Regions from separate parts of the Mus musculus genome. Here region 2 is linked to region 1. A link is a contact called in public promoter capture Hi-C data. All regions are on one chromosome and are shown on one strand. The core of a region is the stretch at or near the end of the contact, and the rest is flanking DNA. Distances in the headings are between cores, read along the strand shown.

Region 1 (5,088 bases), core at 1,987-4,486:
CTCTTCTCGGCTTCCTCTATCACTCAAGATTCAGTTCAGTTCCCTTCTAGTGGACAGGACTATGCTAGTCACCTATCGCTTCGTTCTCTTAACGCTCTCCTCCCATCTCGATCGGAAACCGTACTGTCATTTCCTGTGCTTTCCACTAAGATGTGTATTTCTAAGAATAAGGACTGTGTTCTAGTGCATTTCTCAAGCCCCCATGTCTGGAATGAACACAACTCTAGGCTTCTTAGAGAGCTGACACTGATGGGTTTCGAGTCAGGGCGGGTTGAAGCAGGGTGGTGCATCAAAAGCCCAGCACAGAATCCCTACCCAGGGGCATACATCTGTAACCACAGGATGGTTGAACACTGAAGTAGAAAGGAGATTATGGCTAATGGAAGGTAGTAGTGGTGTTCTGTACATGTGTTTACGTGTGTGGGTGCCATGGGATGATTGAGGTCAGAGGATAATTTGTGGGAGTCTGTTCTTTCCCCTGACCACGTAGGTCCAGAGGATTGAACTCTGGCCACCAGGCTTGGTGGAAGCTTGCTGAGCCATCTCACGGGCCCTTCAATGGCTTTAAGACAAGGTCATTAAGTTTCCTAGATTGGCCTTGAACTTTTGACCTTTCTGTCTCTCCCTCCCCAGTGTGACACTATGACTGGCTGAAATTCTGTATTCACTGAAAAAAGAATCTGCTAAGAGCGCATCATGCCCCAGACACCATTCTAAATGGACACAGCAGTGACCAACACTGGGCCTCTCTGATGGAGCCTTCTAGTGATGGTCGGAAAGAGCCATGAGGAAATAGTTTTCTTTTTTAAGTTGGAGATCACTGAAAGGCGAGGCATGTAACAAGATTCCTGGACAAAACACCAGGAGGCGCCCTTTGTCTTTTAAGAGAACAGTCAGAATGAGGAACTGAGAACACAGAAGGGGACTCTAAAGGCGCCTGTGTTGAGGGGTTGGACAGGGCTGTTTTGGAAAGGGTTGCTGTTAGGACCCCCCCTATACCTGTTAAGACACCTGTTCACTCATGGGAACGCAACTCATCTGGTATGCTGTGTAGAGAGTCAGAAAAATACATCAGGTACTTCAGGGCATTGGTGGCACACGCCTTCAAACCCAGCACTAGGGAGAGTGGCAGAGGCAGGCAGATCTCTCTGAGTTCGAGGCCCGTCTGCTCTACAGAGCTAGTTCCAGGACAGCCAAAGTTACAAAGAAAAGCCCTGTTTAAAAAAAAAAACAAAAACAAAAACAAAAAAATAAAAATCATATCAGGTACTTCATAAACATGTCATCGTCTATGAAATATGAATGAGAAGCTGAAAACGGCAAGGAGTGCCCTCACGGGTACCAACAGGTCAATCTGGGCAACTGAGAAAGCGAGGGGACAAGAGAAGTTAACATTTAACCTAAGACAGAGCCACGAGAAGTAACCTATTCCAAAGATGGCAAAGAATGTTCCAGTCACAAGGAACGGCCACTGCGGATGGACTAACAGCTGTGAGCTAGGGGCAGTCAGAGAGAAGGCTTGTGTTGCCTGGAGACGATTGGAAAAGGGGGCAAATGACTAGGAAATGAGATGGAATAAGGGTCGTTCCTTGCTTGCTACTATATTAAGTAGAATCTCATGGTGCTGCCTGGTGGCCTGTGGGGTTAAGGGGGGGAGGGAGATGACACCCTCAGGGCAGATCCTTAAAGATGGAGAAGCAGGGAGCTGGTGAGAAGGCTCAGTGGTTAAGAGTGCCAACTGCTCTTCTGAAGGTCCTGAGTTCAAATCCCAGCAACCAAACAGTGGCTCACAACCATCCGTAACAAAATCTGATGCCCTCTTCTGAAGTGTCTGAAGACAGCTACAGTGTACTTACATATAATAAATAAATCTTTAAAAAAAAAAGATGGAGAAGCAGCAACTGACTAAACCCATGGTGCAAAATGTCCTTTTTATTCACACTTGGACTGTGGTATTACTAGGTTGCTATATAGGTTGGATGGATGACTAATAAGATGCTTAATTTTTTTTAATTAAAAAAAAATACAAACTTGAATGGGTTACACGTGTGTGGGGGGGGGGGTTCCTAACAGCAACCCTTTCCAAAACAGCCCTGTCCAACCCCTCAACACAGGCGCCTTTAGAGTCCCCTTCTGCGTTCTCAGTTCCTCATTCTGACACAATAAGAAAATGACCAAGTCTCTCCGCGCTAAGCCCAATAGAGGAACTAAGAAGATTCTGGTAACTAGAGACATGCACGAAGAACTGAGTCCAGAGGCCACTGCACTCAGCCTGCAACATTTCCACCGTCCATTTGCTCAGTCTTCGAAACCAATTTTTGTTTTAAAATAAATAAAATTGCTGAGGGTAGTGTAGTTTCTTACATGCCTTGACCGGGTTTTGTTCATTTCGTACTCCACTCCCCCAAGATGCTCTCTACAGGTGGGAGCCCTGCAATCTTTTTAACCCTTGCACTTTGTAGGGGGGCCGTGTGCGGTCTGAACCCGGTTTGCACATGGCCAAGAACGCTACAATCCATCCTCCGAGGAGCAGACTGGCATGCTAACCCAGTTCTCTCGGCCATCTCCACCCCATCCGAGAGCCTAGGAGCGTAGACCTCGCCCCGCCCTCCGGTCTTCCACTTGTGACTCGTGGATTGGATCTTTCCTATCATTGTCTTTTTCCCCAGTTGATAAAGGAAAAGGGACACTTGGTTCCCTTTGACTGCGCTTTGGTAGCTTTTTGTAAAAAAACAGATGTAGCGAGTACCGGGGTTGCAAGGATGCCGGGTGGTCAGGGTGCGCCCCTGCTCTGTCGACACTGGGCCTATAGGATGGTGGGGCGTGTAGGGATGGTCCCCAAGGACTGCCTGCTGCTGCCACCCCTCCGGGCCCAACGTCCCCGTGGGCTCGCGCTGCCACGGGCGTCTATCTGCACCTGCGCACGATCCCCGTCGCCCGCCGCCCTCATTACCTTGTAGAAAGTGACTGTGTCCAAGGGAAGGGCACCCTTCGTGTGTAGGCCGCTGCCGCCGTGCGGAGCAAAGAGGAGCAGCAGGCCCAGGAGCACGGACAGCAGTGGGGAGAGAGAAGCAGCGCCAGACACCCCGGCGGCGGCGGCCATCACGCCGGATGGTGGGAGCGGGAGAGACAGGCAAGCTACAGGCGGAGCGCTCCGAGTGGGCGGTCACGTCACGGGGAGGGCCGTCCTGCCGGCGGCGCGCATGAACGCAAGCGGCCACCGCCAGAGCGAGATGCTCCGGCCGCCTCCGGGGTGGAAGGGAGGGGCCGCGGAGGGGCGGGGCAGAGAGAGGGAGCGGCTGCGCATGCGTCGTAGGCGGAGCGGCGAGCGGGCGGGGTCGCGGGACGGGACGGGCCTGCCGCGCACGCGCACGCGCACGCGCACGCGCACTTGGCGACACTCGGCTAGGCCGTGTTCCGCTGCGTTCTCGCGGGAGGCGCCGCTTCGACCCTTCCCCTCGTTGCCCTCTCTCTCGCCTCGGAAGAAGACGTGGCGGCGTCCCTTCCTTCCCTGCGCTGGGCGGTCCTGCGGTCTCAAGAGACCCGCCGCCTCCCTCGGTTAGTCAGCTGTTTGTCACTGGTAGTCGCTGTCCTGCCCTTGTAGACCCCCGGTTGCAGCTCTGGTCAGGCCCGCGGGGACACTTAGGCAATGTGGCCTCCCATGTCGCAGGAGGTTGGGGAAAAGGCCTATTCGCCTTCGTGCTTTTTGGTCAAGTGTTGGTGGGTGGCACAGGCCTAATTTCAGCACGAGGCAGGGGGGTGACAAGACCAGGCTGGGCTGTCCCGTTTTCAAGGACTAGCTTATGGTACGTTCTGATTGTCTTCAGCACAGGGATAAAGGCTCGAAGGAATTCCTTATTGGAGACGACAGAGGGATCGTGGCCAGCAGGCTGTGTGAGCCAGCACAGGACATTCAATCCCAGTGCTAGCTGGGAAAACTGGCAGGCTGGTCTCTGAGTTGGAAGCCAAACCTCATCCATATACTGTGTTCCTGGAACTAGTACCTTCCACATCTAAGTTCCGTCCTTAGCACCCAAGGGGGAAAGCACAACTTTAATCACACCACTCCAAAGGCCAAGGGTGGCGAACCTGAGTTCAAGGCCAGCCTGGTCTACAGAGTGAGTTCTAGGCTATTCAAAGTCAACAAGGGTCTTCGAAAGACAGACACAAAACAGGCTGGGTGTGGACTACTTGCCAGTACTGGGGAGGCAAGGAGGATGCCCAAATTGGGGGGGCGGGGGGAAGGAAAAAGAGCGAATGATGAATGAAGATAGGTTGGTCAGTGGCCTATCCATGTATACAAATCTACATTCGCGTGCACACACACACACACACACACCTGTAGAATCATGAAAAAGCTAGACCATGTTGTGCTTTTTTTTTCCCTCTTTTTTTTATTACTGTTAAATCTCAAACCCTAGGTGAGACAAACGGCTGTGGTGACTAACATCAAAGTGGACCTGGCCATGAGGTTCTCCCAGAATCCCTCAGGGTATGACAGGCATGCCCTGCTCCCTACCCTAAACTTCTCCAGTCCAAGGGCTGGGCTGCCCTTCCTCCAGCCGCCTTTCCCTATAATAATCCAGCCATTTAAGCTATGGCAGTCTCTTGGTCAGTGTCTTGGCCCAGGCTGCCCCTCTTAACTGGGACTCTCCTCCCCTCTCTCCTCCCTTCCCCCTCTCTCCACATGGCTCATGGTCATGTTCACTCCGGACTGTGGTCTTCCTTTTTTAGCTACAATAAACTTCCTCCTCCATCATCCCTAGGAGCAGCCCTTCTATAAAAAGCACAGCTTATTACAGCTGCTGCCTTATGACCACCCCTCTAATAGACAGCTAGGTGCCCTGCATTTGACTGGCCGTACTGACCTTGACATCTAGCACAGACTGTGCAAGTATGATGCACCACTGGTCATTCTGCCGCAGTGTGACACGGCTATGTAGGTCCTTCTTTTTGACTTGTGTGTGTGGTATCCAGACTGCTATCCACCCAGTAAGTATTAAAATCTTTCCTCCCCATCTCGTGCCCTTTCCAAATCCCTGCAGAGGTATATCCCGCCTTTGAAGAACCTGTATTACGAGTCCGTCC
Region 2 (5,088 bases), core at 2,390-4,889, 1.9 Mb after region 1:
TATATAGATATATATATCTCACATATAATATATGAGATATGATATATTATATGTGAGATATATATGTGATATATCATATATATAATATGTATATATATATGAGCATGTATTCATAGTAGTAACAGCTTTTTCAGGATCTGTAGTCATTTGTATAAAATAGAGTCATCTAGCACACTCCATTTAAAAAAAAAAAAAGCAAGATCCTAGCTAATAGCACAGTTCTGTTTCTGTTGTGTTAGCTTCAGCATGTGTGAACTTGACTATGAATGAAAATTAAACCTGAGCCCTACCGAGTGTGGCAGCTCATGCTTGCAATTCTAGTGAAGGTACAAGGGTGAGGAGTTCAAGGCTATCCTCAGCTACTTGGTGAGGCTAGCCTGAGCTATATGAGGCCCCATAGGAGGGAAAGAGGAGGACTAAGAAAGGTGGGGGGGGGAGGAGGGGAGAAGAAGAAATAATACGGTGTCTGACCTAGTCAAAGAGAGCGAGGCATAGAACAAGAAAATATGACACTGTGAACAAGATCCAGCAAAAAACGTTAGTCATCAGATACAGTCTATAAAACAGCCGAGTTCTGTTGAAAGAAAGAAGCTTAAAAATATCTGCTGGGAGGGGGGGTATAAAAATGACATACTAGATTTATAAAGAACATTTGTAGTAAGCTTTATGGTTTAATCAGGGATCAAAAATATAAATACCTTCAGGGTATAGACAGCAAGCTGAAGTCAGGTAGTTTTCATGGAGCAAACCGGTTGTCACCTGAGCGGCTTGAAAGGCGAGGGCGGCTGTGTAGAACTCTGGCTGGGTCTAACGCATTTGGATTCCTTTTCATAATAGTCAAACTCAGGTAACATCACATCGACCATTATAAACATTTTTCTCCCTTGTGTGTGTGTGTGTGTGTGGTCTGCATGTGTGTATGCACATTTGTATGCGTGGTGTGGGTGCAGATATACCTGGGACGGCATGCATATCCAGGGCAATCCATGTCTGGAATCATCCTCTGTCTGGCTTATTTACTGAGGCAGACTGGCTCAATCAAATCCAGAGCTTGTAGTATGGCTAATCTCACTAGCCAGCTTGTTCTGAGGAATCGTTTGTCTCTGCCTTAAAGATTTATTTATTCATTTTATGTATGTGAGTATACTGTAGCTGTCTTCAGACACACCAGGAGAGGGCATCAGATCCCATTACAGATGGTTGTGAGCCACCATGTGGTTGCTGGGATTTGAACTCAGGACCTCTGGAAGAGCAGTCAGTGCTCTCAACCACCATCTCTCCAGCCCTGTCTCTGCCTTTTAAGACTTTGGAATTACAGGCCAGTTGCCATGTCTACCAAAAATTTCCCTGGGGATCTTTGTGCTTCTGTGGCAAGTGACTAACCACTGAGCCATGTGCCTGGCTCATTATAACCATTTTAAAGTACAATGTTCAGTGACATGGGACATATATCTCTACATAGGTCCAGAAAACTTTCTTTATTACAAACAAACAAAAAAACAAAAACAAAAGCAAAAAACAAAAACAAAAACAAAAACAAAAAAAACCCCACTGGCCATCATTCCCTGCTCCCTGCCCCAGCTCCTGCCTAGTCTAGGAAACTCCTGTAAGTGGGGTCATACAATCTTTGTCCTTATATGCCTACATCTTTCTACTTAGCATGCTTTCACACATTTTTAGAGGTATTGGTATTGCTTTTATCAAGGAATAATAATACCACTGAAAAGACATCTGTTCATCAATTGGGATTTGGATTTTTAGTATTCTTACATTTCATTTAGGGTGTGTGTATGTGTGTGTGAGTGTGCGTGTGGTATGTAAACATGTGCTGATCCAAGGACAACTTTCACGGGTTCTGTTTTCCACAGCGTGAGTTCTGAGACCTGAACTCTTGCCTGCAGGCTTGGCAGCAAACACATTTACTAAGACATCTTGCAGACCAGATATTCGGACTTTTGATATATCTTATTTAAATACACACACACACATACATATATACACATATATTCTATGTGGGAATTGTGGTGTAGCACTTGCCTAGCATACACAATTTCTGCACTAAACAAAAATGAATTCCCTGGGGTCCAAGCACATATCTGATGATCAAATACAGAGGGTCAAATGCATGAGACTTCGGATTTATGGCACATTTTTCAATCCATCACAGAACGATTCTTTGACATATTTGTGGGGTGTGTTATTTTGTTTTGAGACAGGGTTTTCTTTTTGTGGCCCTGGCTGTCCTAGAACTCACTACTATGTAGACCAGACTGGCTTTGAGTCTTGAATACATAGAATCGGCCTGCTTCTGCTTCCCAAGTGCTGGGATTAAAGGTGTGTACCACCACTGCCTGGCTCCATTGTTTTGTTGTTGTTGTTGGTTTTTTGCTTTTGTTTGTTTTGGTTTGGGTTGTTTTTTTGTTTTGTTTTGTTTTAAGACAGGGCCTCACTATGTAGTCCTGGAACTACCTACATAAACCAGGTTGGTCTTGAACCACAGATCTCTACCTGCTTCTGCCTGGAATTAAAGGAGTGGGCTACCACATCTGATTGTTGTTCTTATTTTTAAATTTTCGCTTTAGGACCGTGCGTTTAAAGTGGTTAAAAGAAGCCTGGGGGAAATTTCCCCAGATTCTCACACCCATTTCCCCACTAGCTCCCTCTACCAAACCCCTGCAACCCCCCCAGACTTCAGGGGGAGATGCTTGGTACTAGAATCATGGCAGTCACAGATGAAGGTCACTGCTGCAACCTTCAATAACTCCTTGACTCAGTTTGTCCATCTGTGAAATGACTGATGTTGCGCTAGTTCCTCTCCAGGTAGCAGCTCTCTCACTTCAGGTCATCTCTTTTCCCAGCATTCACGTGGACAAGCATTCGCTCTGGTCCAGTCTGTGTAGCCGCAACTGCACACCCACCTGTCCCTATACTGGGTGACCGCGGTAGATCCTGTCACCCAGCTCTGTCCTAGGGTAGGGAGACAGCCTCTCATAAGTCCTTCTGTGTTGGGCCAGTCTAGTTTACCTGCTGCTCCGGGTCATTACACTGCACTTCCACCAGGAGCCGTTTAAGATTAAATTGTCATTTTCGGTCAAACCCCAGGGAGGTTGATCCGTGACTGGGACAACTTATCTCTAAGGGAAAGAAAGCCCAGAGACAATGTCAATTGCCACCGGGTTCGGGCACCTTTCCTACGACTCTAGTTTAAGCATGGGGAGGAGACGTTCTAGCTCGCACATTTTAACAGGGCAGCTGGCCAGAGACCGGCGCCTCAACTCTTTCTAAGATCACCTCGCGTCCCGAACCGCCGCCTCCAACTCTTGAGAACTCAAACGCCCGACAAGAAACTTGCACGATCGCGCCCGCGGCCACCAACCCGAGCCAGAGCACCCACGGCCTGCAGTCTGCCATCCCCAGGGTGTGTGTCTTGGGGGGGGGAGGGGCCCCCCATCGCACCTGCGGCCTCTGGGTGAGTCCTGGCGCGGGCCCGTCCCGCGTGCTGGGAGGTCGGGGTTACCCGGGAGAGCTTTCCCAGAGTGAGGTCCCCGAGGCTCCCCGGGGAGGGCGGCGGCACCCGGAGGCCGCACTGCTGGCGGCCGCGCCGCTCCCCCTCGCTCTGTGCAGCTGCCGCCCCGGCGCTTGCGCACTGGGCCCCGGGCGCGCGGCGGCACCAGGCTTTGTGTGTGCGCGTATGTGTGTGAGTGTGTGTCTGTGCGCGAGTGAGAGAGCGGGCGAGTGTGGCGAGCAGGACCCGGCGGGCGCGCTCCCCCAGCCTCCCTCTCTCTCTCTCTTTCCTCTCTCTCTCCCTCCCCGCCAGAACCATGTCGGGCAGGTCGGTTCGAGCCGAGACCAGGAGCCGGGCCAAAGATGATATCAAGAGGGTCATGGCGGCTATCGAGAAAGTGCGCAAATGGTAAGCCGAGGCGCCTGCTCGCTCTCTCGCTCGCCCCGGCTCGCTGCACCGCGTCGCGGCCGCCAGCAAGCCCGGACCCAGCGCGTAGAGCGGCGGGGCGCAGCGGCCCCGGGCCCGGAGTTGGCGAGGGCGCGCGGCCGGGGTCACCTGCGCCCCGCGGGGGCTGCGTCCGCTGCCCAGGTGTGCTTGGCGCCGGTCACCCACCTGGCGCGGCGGCGGCGAGAGCGGCGGCGGCGGCGGCAGGAGCCCGGAGCTCGGAGCTCGGCTCTCGGGAGAGGGGGGTTCGCAGCCGGCCCCAGAAGCCATTTCGTTTTTTTGTGCAAGTCACATGAAAGCGGCTTCCCGCGCGCCGGGGCCGTGATGCCGGCGGCGGCGGGCAGAGCGCGAGCTCCATTGTGCAGCGCGGAGCGGGCCGCCGTCTCCTCCCGGGGCGGCGCGGCGCCGGTGTCCCCCCCCCCCAACACACACACACACACATACACACACACATCCTACGCCCCGACCCGCCCGCAGCTCCCCGCCTCCCAGGCCTCGGCGCCCTCGAGTCTGCGGAGTTTGCAGAGCGCGAGCCGTTTAAATTTAGCGCTTTGGGCAGCCTGGAGCGAGGGCTCCGGGCGAGGAAGGAAGATGGGGGCGAGCGCTAGGAAGGCGGTGGCGCGGCCGGGGCGCGGAGCACCCACGGCTCCCACGCGCTCCGCGCGGCACCCGAAGCTCGGGGAGCGCGATGTTTGCATCCAGAAGCCAAGTCCTGGGCCGTGTCTTGCCTCCTTCTTGCTGGAGCTGGTGTTTGTTTTGCGGAGAGAACGAGCGACCGTTGTTTTTGTTCTCTGCACTGGGGGAGGAGGAGACCGCGAGATTCGGTGTGGGCCGTGCGTGTTTTTCAAGCTCAAATTAGATCCTGCCCGGCGTGGCCTCGTTATAATTAGTAGGATGGAACATTTTCTCGGCCCTCGTCGGGATCTGACACCGAGGCGGCCCCAGAGGCCAGGCCTGAGGCGCCAGTAGTCCACCACCAGGTTGGGTCAGACTTGTTGAAAACTCCCTGCTCCCTGATTTTAACTTTATTACGGTTTTTTTCCCACGGCTTCATCTGGGTCCGAGAGGGAGAGGAGCAGCTGCGAGGGTGTCCCCAAGTGTCAGCAGCCGCTGGCTGGATCTGTCCTTTATAGGAACTG

Evidence for each region. Promoter capture Hi-C pulls out the DNA fragments that hold promoters and counts their contacts.
Region 2: a contact with region 1 is called in a promoter capture Hi-C map of liver, with 2.2 times the contacts expected there. The contact joins the promoter of Bcl7a here to the promoter of Erp29 in region 1. A contact is called at or near these places in 2 of 39 promoter capture datasets (cranial neural crest and liver).

Annotation. Positions count from the first base shown.
Region 1 is chr5:121,449,238-121,454,325 of GRCm38.p6, forward strand. It overlaps Erp29 (endoplasmic reticulum protein 29), which reads right to left and starts at 3,237. Exons shown (of 3, transcript NM_026129.2): 1 at 2,954-3,237. The coding sequence starts at 3,103. It also overlaps a transcript of Tmem116 not described here.
Region 2 is chr5:123,340,809-123,345,896 of GRCm38.p6, forward strand. It overlaps Bcl7a (B cell CLL/lymphoma 7A), which reads left to right and starts at 3,640. Exons shown (of 6, transcript NM_029850.3): 1 at 3,640-3,913. The coding sequence starts at 3,822. It overlaps Gm15860 (predicted gene 15860), which reads right to left and starts at 4,334. Exons shown (of 2, transcript NR_165267.1): 1 at 4,118-4,334.